Regions from separate parts of the Xenopus laevis genome. Here region 1 is linked to region 2. A link is a contact called in public Hi-C data. All regions are on one chromosome and are shown on one strand. Each heading gives the region's core, a stretch centred on a gene start, on an enhancer-like site or on the middle of the called end of the contact. The rest is flanking DNA. Distances are from core to core; before and after follow the strand shown.

Region 1 (6,559 bases), core at 1,179-3,678, 77 kb after region 2:
GGTCCCACACACTGCCCCAACTCTTTACAACCATTTACATATTTAAGGGCTCCTAACCCACCCCACTCACATACTGATATGCCTAAATCTCCCTTTAAAGGAATACTGTCATGGGAAAAAAAAAATTTTCAAAATGAATCAATTGTGCTGCTCCAGCAGAATTCTGCAAATCCATTTCTCAAAAGAGCAAACAGATTTTTTTATATTAAATTTTGAAATCTGACATGGGACTAGACATATTGTCAATTTCCCAGCTGTCCCAAGTCATGTGACTTGTACTCTGATAAACTTCAATCACTCTTTACTGCTGTACTGCAAGTCGGAGTGATATCACCCCCTCCATTTCCCCCCCCCCAGCAGCCAAACAAAAGAACAATGGGAAGGTAACTAGATAACAGCTCCCTAACACAAGATAACAGCTGCCTGGTAGATCTCAGAACAACACTCAATAGTAAAAACCCATGTCCCACTGAGACACATTCACTTACATTGAGAAGGAAAAAAAGCAGCCTGCCAGAAAGCATTTCTCTCCTAAAGTGCAGGCACACGTCACATGACAAGGGGCAGCTGGGAAATTGACAAAATGTCTAGCCCCATGTCAGATTTCAAAATTTAAAATATAAAAAAATCTGTTTGCTCTTTTGAGAAATGGATTTCAGTGCAAAACTCTGCTCGAGCAGCACTATTAACTGATTCATTTTGAAAAAAACTTTTTTTCCCATGACAGTATCCCTTTAAAGTCTTACAGCCATACACAATACAACTGCCCCTCCCCCCAATAAAACAAACATGAACACACAGCTCAGAGCGTGGTAATAAATAGACCACCACATATGCAGACTACTGTATCTGCTGATGTAACATGTGTCCTATTGGGCAGCGACTCTAAATCTGTTTCTGCTTATAGTTTTAAATATAAAATGTGTGACAGTGACATTACAGGTCACATAAGAGTGGCATCACCACAGGTCTTCTACAAATTATGAACTAGCAGCTAATATCTCCTCACCTCCTTGTAGGCTGCTTCTGCATTGACAACATCTGGAAAACTTTCCTTATTAATGTGATAAACTCATTTGCTTCCTCCCCATGCTGTCTGTAGAATCCCCAAGGAATGTGGATACATGATAACACATATAATTGTCAGTGCACACAGCTAAATGTATCCTTTTTTCTGTGATATCCATTGCACAGTACAGGTATGGGATCTGTTATCCAGAAACCTGTTATCCAGAAAGCTCAGAATTAGAGGAAGACCATCTCCTATAGACTCCATTTTAATGAAATAATTCAGAATTTTAAAAATTATTTCCTTTTACCTGTAATAATAAAACAGTACCTTGTAATTAATCCCAACTAAGATATAATAAATCCCTACTGGAAGCAAAACACTCTATTAAGCTCAATTAATGTTTATATGTTATTATAATTAATTAAGGTATCAAGATCCAAATTACAGGAAGTAACCTTATCTGGAAAATACAAGCTCTGGAACATTCTGGATAACAGGTCCCATATCTGTATTTATTAATTAAATGGGAATTTGAAGTGTTTTTTTTTTTCAAGCAAAATCAATACTCCCATGCTTTTGTAGTTATGAAAACGTTAACTACATGAATATGTTTATCTAAATTTATTAAAGAAAGTTATGCATAAATTAATGTCAGATGTATATAAGAGAAAGGGGGGGCTTTGTTGAGTGTAAAGTTGTATCAGCAACTTTTTGTTGGCTGAGGAGCATAGAAATCTTTGCTGTCTATGTTTTTCATCTAGCTTCATGCTAGCAGCACCCCTGGCTGGCACTATTACCGTGCAGTTGTGGAGTCCGAGGTCTGACTTCAGCCAGGACGCTATCTGTAAGGAGTTTGTATGTTGCTTGACAAAGGGGCGTGACCCCGAAACGTTGCACTACTGCATAATAAAATTGCAAGGGCTTGCCCTGCTACTACAATTCCTGTGTGCCGGTGAAATTCTTCTTACCCTTGTTGTGAGGCTGCCGATTCCTCTATCACTGGGCACCAGGATAAGAACCTTTGGGAGTGTGTGGTGTGTGGCTTCTCCATATTCTATTGGTTTGTATGTTCTCCCCATGCTTGTGTGGATTTTCTCTGCGTGTTCTGTTTTTATCTCTAAATTATACAGGCAGGTGTAAATATGACAGGGACTTAAGATTGAAAGCTATGCAGGGGTAGTGTTTTATATCATTTCTGTAAAGAGTCATATAAAAATAAATAAATAAATAAATAAATAAATAAATATTTATTCATACAGGGTCAGACCTAAGAAGATTGCTTCTAATATTGCCTACTAGACGCAAATATGGCCTTTTGGCTCTTAGTGTATCAGTTACAGCTATGAGTTCTTTCAGGACAGGAGTTAGAGCCCCTCCCTCTGCTATTGTGGCTTAGCTTACTTTGTCACAGGGAGGGCGAGTGAAAGCAGATGCTATCCTTTCATACAGATGCAAGCAGGGTTATTTCACAGTGTCTCTCACAGTGTCCAGACAAAATCTGCATTAACTTTTGTCTCAGGTTACCTTTGTTAAAAAAGAGTGTCGTTTTGATTCTGCCAACAGATGTCACATTTGAGTTGCTCATAGTCTTGAAAGGCTCACCTCACAGCAGTTGGCTGCAGTCACTTGCAGGGTGGTAGGTTTACATTCTAAAAATTCTATAGTTTGAGTCTCTAAGGGGCATATGTATTATGCTGTGTAAAAAACAAACAATTTTTATGCGTTTTTTCTTAGCGTGACGTCTGATGGCAAATCTGGCATTCGCATGGCGTAAAAATTACACACACCTTGATAAATTCGCCACTTATCTTACACAGCATTTTACACTGTTTTTCAGCAAATTTGGTTTAGCACAGCATAATAAATATGGTCCTAAATATAGAGGTACACCATGAGTTCTGTAATTGCAACCATATATTTACTACTTGATTGTTGTACCTGTTAGCCTTCATATTCAAAATATTGTTTATAAATTCATAAATATAAATTCATGTATATAAATTAGTTGTATTTTTGGGCCATTTTTATATTGTAGCCTTTGCCCCCCCCCCCATTACTGACAACTTCCAGTTTGTATTTCTTTTAATTACCTAGCATGAACATATAATACTAGACATTTAACTTTGCCTACTATTACCTGCTCATTACTTTACCCTGCTATGCTGTTATTTTTTACCTGCACATTTTCATACACTTGCCACTTATTATCATATGCATCTCATCTCTTGGATGAGCAGGACCACTACTGCCTTATGCAGTCTTCCTTACTTACTCCCTTGCGCCATTAAAATATCCCGATCCCCTCTATTCTTCCCACATATCTCCACTCAGGTACCCAGGCATTTGCTTATCTACAGTCCCTGGCCCCAATATCTAGCAATCTCCCAAACAGGTCTGGACTGAAAGGCCCTGGCATTTTAGGTACACAGAGGCCAGTGTCGGACTGGGACACCAGGGGCCCACCAAAAAACCTTAGACCAGGGGCCCACTCTCAGTACTATTATTCTTCCTTTCCTCACTCAACCTCTTTTCATCTCTATTCTTTACATTCTATAAACTATTATTGTTTATATTTAGCATTATAGAAATAGGATATGACCATGAAATAGGCCAAATGTTTAACACCTGGGCCCACCGGGAGTTTTCCTGGTATCCTGGTTGGCCAGTCCATCACTGACAGAGGCTCAAACATAGAGGCCAAAACAGCTCTCCACCAGCTCAATAAATATAGAGTGTCTATGGCAACTTACAGCAGCCCCACTGGCATTTGCCAGAACCCACAGATTGCCAGTCCAGGCCTGCCTCCAAAGAATTCAGTCATCCATCTTCCTCTTACCTGTATTTATGTATTACCTTACCTCACTCCTGCTGCTAGTATCAGGGTATATCAATCACACCCAGGTCCTTGATATACAGTATCCGTGTTTGCTCCCATATACGCCCCACTAAATTCTTCTATCCTCATCAAAAGAACCACAGCAACTTAATACACATTTATCTCCCTCTTTTCCGTTCTTCCCCTGTACTTGATGGAATGCCCACTCACTCGCTAATACAATACAATACAATAACTACTGTCCATGATCTTGTTTTCTCCTGCTTGATTCATCTGCTTGCTATTACAGAAAGCTGGCTATAGTCATCTGTATACTTGAATATACACTTGAAGCTACAAACGTGAAGCAATAACAAATTATGAAAAGCTGAAGGATAACTTGTGCTGTAGTAAATGAGCACCTGGGTGCAGAAAGAGCCCCAGTATCAATGGGTTGCCCTAACAGAAATATGCACATTAATTTGGCACTCCAAAAATCTTAAAAAGTAAAAAATATCTTTATTATAACATCTCTTAAATATACAAACCCCCACAGTCTACGGTCTTACACATTTTGTGCCCAAATGGTACTTAGGTATAGGCAGTAATGAACTCTAATTTTAAAAATGTTTGTTCTCTGAGAGGAGAAACTTGCACCTGCACTCCTGTAGTGGCAGCACATATAAGTGCCAGGTGCCAGGCCAAGTTCTGCTACTGCCCAAGGTCCGTTGCTCCACCATCCCATCCCACTGCTGGTTGGTCACAAGCCTCCTTACCCCTCTGCGCCACTACAATCACCACTACTATGGATGGCTTGAAACCCACCACTCCCTTTTTCTGGAATTTTGCTTAGCATGTTTCAGTGTTCCATAAACTGAAATTTACACTTGCATTTTTCTACAGTGTTACAGTGCAATTACAATAAAGTGCCAGACTTTAAAGGCCAGATTAGTCCTTGACAGCTGAAAAAAACTAGTACTGGTGCTTGTAGTTGATTACCAATTAACACCATGACAGGCAGTACAGGGAAATTTTATTCACTTTGCAGCAAGCCAAAAATTGTGGTGGGCAAAACCTGCTGTGAGTATCATAGCCAAATAGAGAAAGAAAGCTGCATATTTAAAACAATGCAATCCAGGCGAGAGAGGAGTAAAGAACAGCTGAAGGAACTAAAGCCGTATAAAAAATAAAATTGCTTTAAATTACATTATTTGGTGGCTTGTTGAGATGAGGATTTATTGTATTCGGTCTAGTGAAATGGTATTTCACTTAGTTGGAGGTGAAATATGAATTAGTAGAAAATAATGTATTAGTATATACAGTTGTGTGCTCTGGTGCATTTACTCTTAAGCTGGCCATAGATGTTAAGATTTTAAAAGATCTTTTCTTTATAGTAGAAACTGAAACCATCGTTAAATGCACGATTTGTCAACGAAAAATACCATTTCAAGCAATATCATCTAGTTAAAGCTAGGGAACTTTGGGTAGCTGCCTGCTTGGCCCTGCAAACACTTGGACAATGGAAACATTTAACTGCCACCAATGAAAATGTTCTAACTGGACCGACTGATTTTCACCAATGTTGGATGAAAATCATTAGAGGCATGATCGTTCGGTGCCCAATAACCTTCCAATAATTTAACAGGTTTGTTAGATCACACGAAAATTGGTTGAAAAATCTTAACGTCTATGGCCACCTTTACACTCTTAAACTTTGTTGAAATATGTATGCATGGGGGTATCATATATAATAATACATGGGTTGTGAGCTAACTAATGTGGATCTCTATACCTTCTTTAAATGCAGGTAAAGCGGCATAGGTAAAGTGACCAGCCCTAAACAGCCAATGCCTAAATTGGACAAATGCTCCAAACTACTCCAGCCCACAATGCTGAATTGTTTTTTTTAAAAAAAACATACACAACATAAAAAGGATGTATATAGAAGGGGTATATACACATTTGTCATCCAACTGCTTCCTCAGTAGCTTATGATGTACTGCAATGTCTCATAAATTAATTTCCATCTCACTGTATAAACTTGGTAATGCATTGTGTCTAAACTTCTGTGAAGAATCAGCCCATATTCTATAATTAGTTATTGTACTTTTGTACCTGCACTCACATAAGAATTAACCTTTCTCCTTCCATAATTTGTTTGATGGGTTGTGAAAATAAAGGTGCATGTTATTATGATAGCACATATTTATAAAATGCCAGCAATTTTTGGCATTTACATTGAACATACAGATTTACATACAAAGTTGCCAATAAATGATAAAAGAGTTAAAGAGAGCCTGCACAGAAGAGCTTATAATAAAAACATTGTTTTTCATTGTTGTTTATTGTATTTTTTTGTGTTGTGACCTTTAAATCCAAAACCTTCATCAGAGAACCTGAACCTTTCATCAGTTCATTCCCTTTTCCTTTCTAGAAGATAACCCTTGTAATGCTTTAGATTTAGCAGATATCATAGAGTACAACAGACATGGGATCCATTATCTAGAAACCTGTTATCCAGAAAGCTCTGAATGGACTTGCAGTAAAATCTGTCCACTGCCTGACAACTGTAGCAAACTGCATCACACAACAAATTGTGTTCCCTCTAAGGTGTACGCTTGTGCTCGCACTCACATTTTGAGGCAAGCGCACACAACAGATTGTGGTGCAACAGAGAATTTTGTATGAAAATTCTGACCTGAGGACATAGTTTTTAAAAACTGTGCACACAA
Region 2 (6,011 bases), core at 3,068-5,567:
TTTTTGCCAGTTACTGATAGTACAACGTATTTTCACTGGAAGAAGCTTGCTGTAATGTTAAGAGCATATCTTAAAAGCCGACCTGAAAACTGTATCCAGATAGCTATGTCACATGAGTGTTTAGTAATATATATGGATTATTGTCCCTGCATGCAATTGTTGCAACTAAATTCCACCCTCAAAATTTAAACAGATCTCCATTATCCATTATGTAAATCGATCCACTACACTTATAAAATTGGAAGGCGCAATCTTTCATCCAAGTCAATATATTGATTAAACTTGGATGAAGTTTTAAAAATCTCCTTAGGAATTTAAGATGAAAACTGGTGAAACAACCAATCTCACATCACACGTTTAATAAATTCTGCTAATGTTCAAACGAAGAGCCTTGATTTCAAAATAATGTTTACAACAATAATAAATACCCTTGGTACATTTTTTTTAATACATATCTTCACTTCCAGGCTGTAGATATCCAACTGGCTATACAGCAGGGGTGTCCAACCTGCAGCCCGAGGGCTGCATGCAGCCCAGGATGGATATGAATGCGGCCCAGCTTGAACTTCCGCCAATCCAGGAAATATAATGTTGCAATGTCACGCACAGAGAGCGTATGTACGCGGTCCCTAATTGTGTGCATGTGTGCTTTAAATTTTACATGGGGTGTGTGGTGTGTGGCTTCCTAGAGTAGGAAAAGCAGTTAGCAAGTGAGCGTTTGGTTACTTACAAAGGCAGATAAGCATTCTTCAGCAGTATCGCCCACTATGCTAGGGATATATGCAGCGACTACATTTGTGAGCAACTTTTTTCAAGAATGAACACACTTAGGGGCACATTTACAAAGCTCGAGTGAAGGATTCGAATTAAAAAAACTTCGAATTTCGAAGTGTTTTTTTGGCTACTTCGACCTTCGACTACTACTTCGACTTCGAATCGAACGATACGAACTAAAAATCGTTCGACTATTCGACCATTCGATAATCGAAGTACTGTCTCTTTAAGAAAAACTTCAACCCCCTACTTCGGCAGCTAAAAGCTACCGAAGTCAATGTTAGCCTATGGGGAAGGTCCCCATAGGCTTGCCAGCGTTTTTTTGATCGAAGGATATTCCTTCGATCGTTGGATTAAAATCCTTCGAATCGTTCGATTCGAAGGATTTAATCGTTAGAATAATCCTTCGATCGTAGGATTAGTGCTAAATCGTTCGACTTCGATATTCGAAGTCGAACGATTTTAGTTCCTAGTCGAATATCGAGGGTTAATTAACCCTCGATATTCGACCCTTAGTAAATCTGCCCCTAAGAGTAAAATTAGAACCAATAAGAATTATCTGATGAGCACCTTGAGAATTCAGTGAGAATTGCAACTACTTCCATTCAACCAGATATTGATAAATTAGTTTCTCAAACACAATGTCAAAAATCCCACTAGGTTTATGATACCCTTTTTTCTTTTACTTTTACAATAAAATAAATCATAAGTTAGCATTAGTGTTTGTGTGTATTTTGAGTGTGGCCACAGAACATTTTTCTTCTTCCAATGTGGCCCAGGGAAGCCAAAAGTTTGGACACCCCTGCTATACAGGAACAGTTTCTCAATATGATTGTTAATACATTTAAAGGCACTTTGTGGGAAGAATAACACTAGCATAATTACTGCACAGGTCAAGCTGAATGGCAATGCCTATATGTTATACATTTTGAAATCAGAATTGATAATGCTAAATATATATAGGTGTTTACCTATAATACATCATGTGTACATCTGCTGTAACTGAACTTGCAGATATGAAAAAATTGCTGGCATCTCTTAAAAATATTAAGAGATTTTGAAATCAGAATTGATAATGCTAAATATATATAGGTGTTTACCTATAATACATCATGTGTACATCTGCTGTAACTGAACTTGCAGATATGAAAAAATTGCTGGCATCTCTTAAAAATATCCAAAATAAGGGTGGCTAGCAAGTAGGGAACTAACTGGAGGACATAGTGATGTAAATGGTAACGTAGCAGCTAATTGTCAGGGCTCCAATGTAAGCATATTTCAATTTGCACCAAGAACATAGAGCATAACATGGACCTATTCTTAGGTCTATGGCAACGAATATTTTTAACTCCGCTACTTACTATATTGCTTCCCATTTACGTGGTATACTTTTGAATTATAACTGAGGGTGGTGAGTGGTCAGTCATTGAGTCAGTGCATTTTTTTTAGCTATGGTATACTGATTCCTTATACTCTGCCCAACCATGTGGAAGTGTAAAATTAATTAGAACAAATTAGTAAATTTCTTAAGATCGTTACAGGCAATGCTTAACTGCCTAATAGTAGAGCAGACACCACATACATACAACTAAGTAAATATAATTTTTAAAAAAATATTTAAGCATTAATATTTAAGTATTAATTTTGTAACTCAGTGCATTAGTGTGCTTATTTCATTTCAATCGTTAATATGCTTTTCCAAACACAGGGTATAACCTGTACGTTATAGGAACAAAATGCTAGGATTAGCGTTTCTACACTGCCATGTCTCTTATGGATTCCTTTACTGATATTGCAGAATGTCTTTTTAACACAATTTCTTCTGACATCACCAATAATATTGAAATTCATTATAAAGGGTTCTGCAAACATTTGTATGCAGATATAATTGTGTTTTGTATCCTTTGCATTTAAACCTTGGTTCAGAAATCTAGATCTGGTAAGTCAACAGCAGCACCTAGTGGTCACTGGCAATATTCTTTCACTTACCAGGAAAGGAAGCACTAAAAAGTTTTGAACTGAAAATGGCAATAATTTTAAAACAACAAGAGAAACACTTCCCAATAATTTTAAGCAGGCTGTTTAACATTCAGGCAGATCAGTCCATTTTTGTTCACAGCTAGTATGTATTGTTATAAACCATCAACCTTACGTAAACCTGTTCATCTATTAGACAGTTAAAGGCTACATAAGGAAACATTTGGCAAACTGGTTCTTTATTTAACAACTACAGCAGTATGGTTAGCCCCAAGCAACCATGACCACTGGAGAGCTCACACATCCTTACTGCTGCGCTAGTGCCTGTGCATAAAGTGTTAAAACGCAGGATTAATTGAATTGGGAAGTTAATTAATTAAAGCTTAAAGAACACGAAATACAAAATCTCCTTCTCTCTCTCTCTCTCTACACACACACACACACACACACACACATATATATATAATATACACACACACACACACAGATATCTTGTTGTTACTGGTCTTTCTTTAAAATATTTAAACTGTTTACGTAAATTTTACAAGCGGAGTGCTGCCTGCAGGGAGATTTTATATATATATATACTGGCAAGCTGGTATAGATTCCCACACCAAAGTTGTTTACTTACTCTGAAATACACCGACAGACCTTTCTGCAGGCAATTAATCACAGATATCTGGTAATCAGGATCAAAAGATGCTGGTAGAGATAAATTTATAACTGCCAGACATTACTTGGTTCTCTTAATTATCAGCAACCCAATTTTTAAAACACTCTTGTCCACTCAAGATGCATGAATTTTAAAAAAAAGTCTTTTGCTTTTCTATTGGGTATTAAGACTGCATTTTATGCTCTAGGTTATCAGAAAGTTCCTGGAAATGTTTTCTAATTAAAAATAATACTTCCACAGAAAAAGGAAAGGAATATGAAATCGGGGATATGGGAAAATGTTTTTGATTATTAAAATAAATAACATACTTTTGATCATCTTAATTGTATAGCACAATTCAGACACAATGGTCTGACAGTGTTATTAAGTCATGGAACAATGTCCTCACAAGACTGGGGTGAAACTAGCTATCAGATGGAAGCATGATTTCAATTTCTTTTCCATTTGTGAAGACTCCGTTATTGGAGTAGTAGGTATCTGAAACCTCCACTGAGGCTGCCAAAGCAGATGATTGGTTGGTTGCTTTGGATGGTGGTATGGGAGATGCTGGAGACTGAGCTAACCCTGGTTTCTTTGGAGGAATTGGTGGGGGGTTTCCTCGTTCAACCCGAGATATGGTTGGTGATTTAATTCCAGGTGATACAGGACTGAGAGGGCTAGAAACTTTCAAAGGGTTTGGGGAATGGCTTCCATCACTCTTCTGATTAGAGGCAGCATTGGCAAGGGTTCTATAATCTGTGCCAAAAGGTGAGCTGTTGGGAGGTACAGGTTTGCTGGAGGTCTGTTGGCTGGTGAAGCGGGATAGCACCTGAGTCACAGTATTGCGTGCAAGCTGCTTGGCTGCTGAATTATCTGCTAAGGTTGGAGACAAGTCCCTGGAAGGGGGGCTCTGTAAACCAGTAACATGTTGATCTTGCTCTGCCTGAGACTGGAACTTGTGGCGGGCAGCATGGAAGCGCTGGTTGATACCAACTTGGTAGGAAGATTGATAACCAGGACTGTTGGCTGTTGCTCCAATCAGACGGCGTGAAAGCACTGGAGAAGAGCATGGAGAAGAAGTTAAGGAGGAAGCTGCTGTACTGATGGGTGAGGAAGAAGCACCACTTGAAGAAAGGTGTCCTGTCATATGCAGAGGAGACTCTACTCTGACTGGGGAGTTCCCATTGTCAGACAGACTGTCTGATGCATTGCACTTTTCTTTCTGGTTGTCTCCCACGTTTAATTTTAAAATGGGCTCATTGTTCTGTGTTGATGTATTACAGTGCCCATTTATTTTGGAATATGGCTGAGGAATCTTAGATGGAGCTAAAAAGGGGATATTGGATTTTGCAGAAACATCCGTGTGACATTTTTCATTTTGGAAGGGTTCGGTCTGGCATGACACAGAAACGAAGTCAGCTTTCTCTGTTGATACACCAATAGACACCAGCTCACTTATTTCCTTGGATGAAGGCACTGGAACTTGGTTGGTGGTCTTCAGCTCTTTCAAGGACTTTTTTAAGGACTCCAGTTCTTCTTTTAAAGTTGTCGTGCGATTTTCTTCTCTATTTAACTTGGCTTTCAGTTGCTCTCTCTCAATATCAAACTCTGAAAGTTGCTTTTCCACCTGTGCTTCCATCTGCAAGCCTCGTTTCTTTTCAAGAGACAACTCTTCTTCTAGCTGGCTCACTTTGTTTCTAACCTTTTCCAGCTTTAGGTTAACATCTTCCACTCTCTGTCCTTCCTCCACTGCCCTATTGTTGGCTTTTGTACACTCTTTCATAAGAACAGATGACAGTTGCTTGTGACGGGCTTTCTCCTCCTCCAGCTGACTAGAAAGCCTTTTCTGCTCTTTTTCCAATTTTTTAACTTGAGACTTCTCAAATTCCAGCTAAATATAGAGATACAAATATATATGTAAGAATATAAGACATGTAGGAATGTAACAGTTTTTTTTTTTAAAAAAAAGCAAAGCCACGTAAGATTACACTAGAATTTTGTTATTGCACCAGCATACATGTACAGCAACAAACAATTAAAAACATAGCAAGAACGACAATTACAAAATACTTTATCACAACATTTTTCATGCACATGTTGACCTTTCTAGAGAATCTGCAAACTGGCCACCGGGAAAGTTGAGTTCATGGACTTTAATTTTTTTTATATTCTTTTGAAATAAACAAAAATAAGGGAGATACAGAAAACAAAAGGGGAGGGAACTTTTAACTCAAGTAGTATACAAGTCATGAAAACAAAGTTTTAACCACTCATTATACAGCAATATTCCTTAAACTGGGTTCTAATACATATTCTAAATATAAAATTGTGGAGTTTAAGCCTATAATAGCAAGTTAAAGTCTAAGGCAGGGGTGTCCAAACTACGGCCCGCGGGCCAACTGCGGCCCGCGATCCATTTTAAATTGGCCCGCATCAAATTCCTAAAAGATACAGGGAGCAAGCCAAGACCTAATCTCCCAGCGACCGCAGACCAACTAACTAACTGGGAGGCGGCGCAGCGCTGTAAACGTCACCACGTCCAGCACGGCAGGCACCTCATTCCCTCTGATTACAGTCCCTGGAGAGGAGAGAGACTGCTGCTGCTGCT

Evidence for each region. A called contact is a pair of places that touch in the nucleus more often than the background predicts.
Region 1: a contact with region 2 is called in a Hi-C map of the XL177 cell line, with 5 times the contacts expected there. The contact joins two enhancer-like sites. A contact is called at or near these places in 3 of 4 Hi-C or Micro-C datasets (the XL177 cell line, the XTC cell line and animal cap).

What each region holds. Positions count from the first base shown.
Region 1 is chr2L:77,749,358-77,755,916 of Xenopus_laevis_v10.1, forward strand. No RefSeq gene overlaps it. Among protein-coding and RNA genes, the nearest start is that of cttnbp2nl.L, 4.8 kb to the left of the region's middle. Within about 2 kb of position 2,429, at least 1 of the 7 cell types and tissues checked has an H3K27ac peak or open chromatin away from gene starts, as enhancers often do.
Region 2 is chr2L:77,670,089-77,676,099 of Xenopus_laevis_v10.1, forward strand. cttnbp2nl.L (CTTNBP2 N-terminal-like protein) reads right to left here. Exons shown (of 5, transcript XM_018246608.2): 5 at 2,972-5,294. The coding sequence ends at 3,828. Among protein-coding and RNA genes, the nearest start is that of cttnbp2nl.L, 75 kb to the right of the region's middle. Within about 2 kb of position 4,318, at least 1 of the 7 cell types and tissues checked has an H3K27ac peak or open chromatin away from gene starts, as enhancers often do.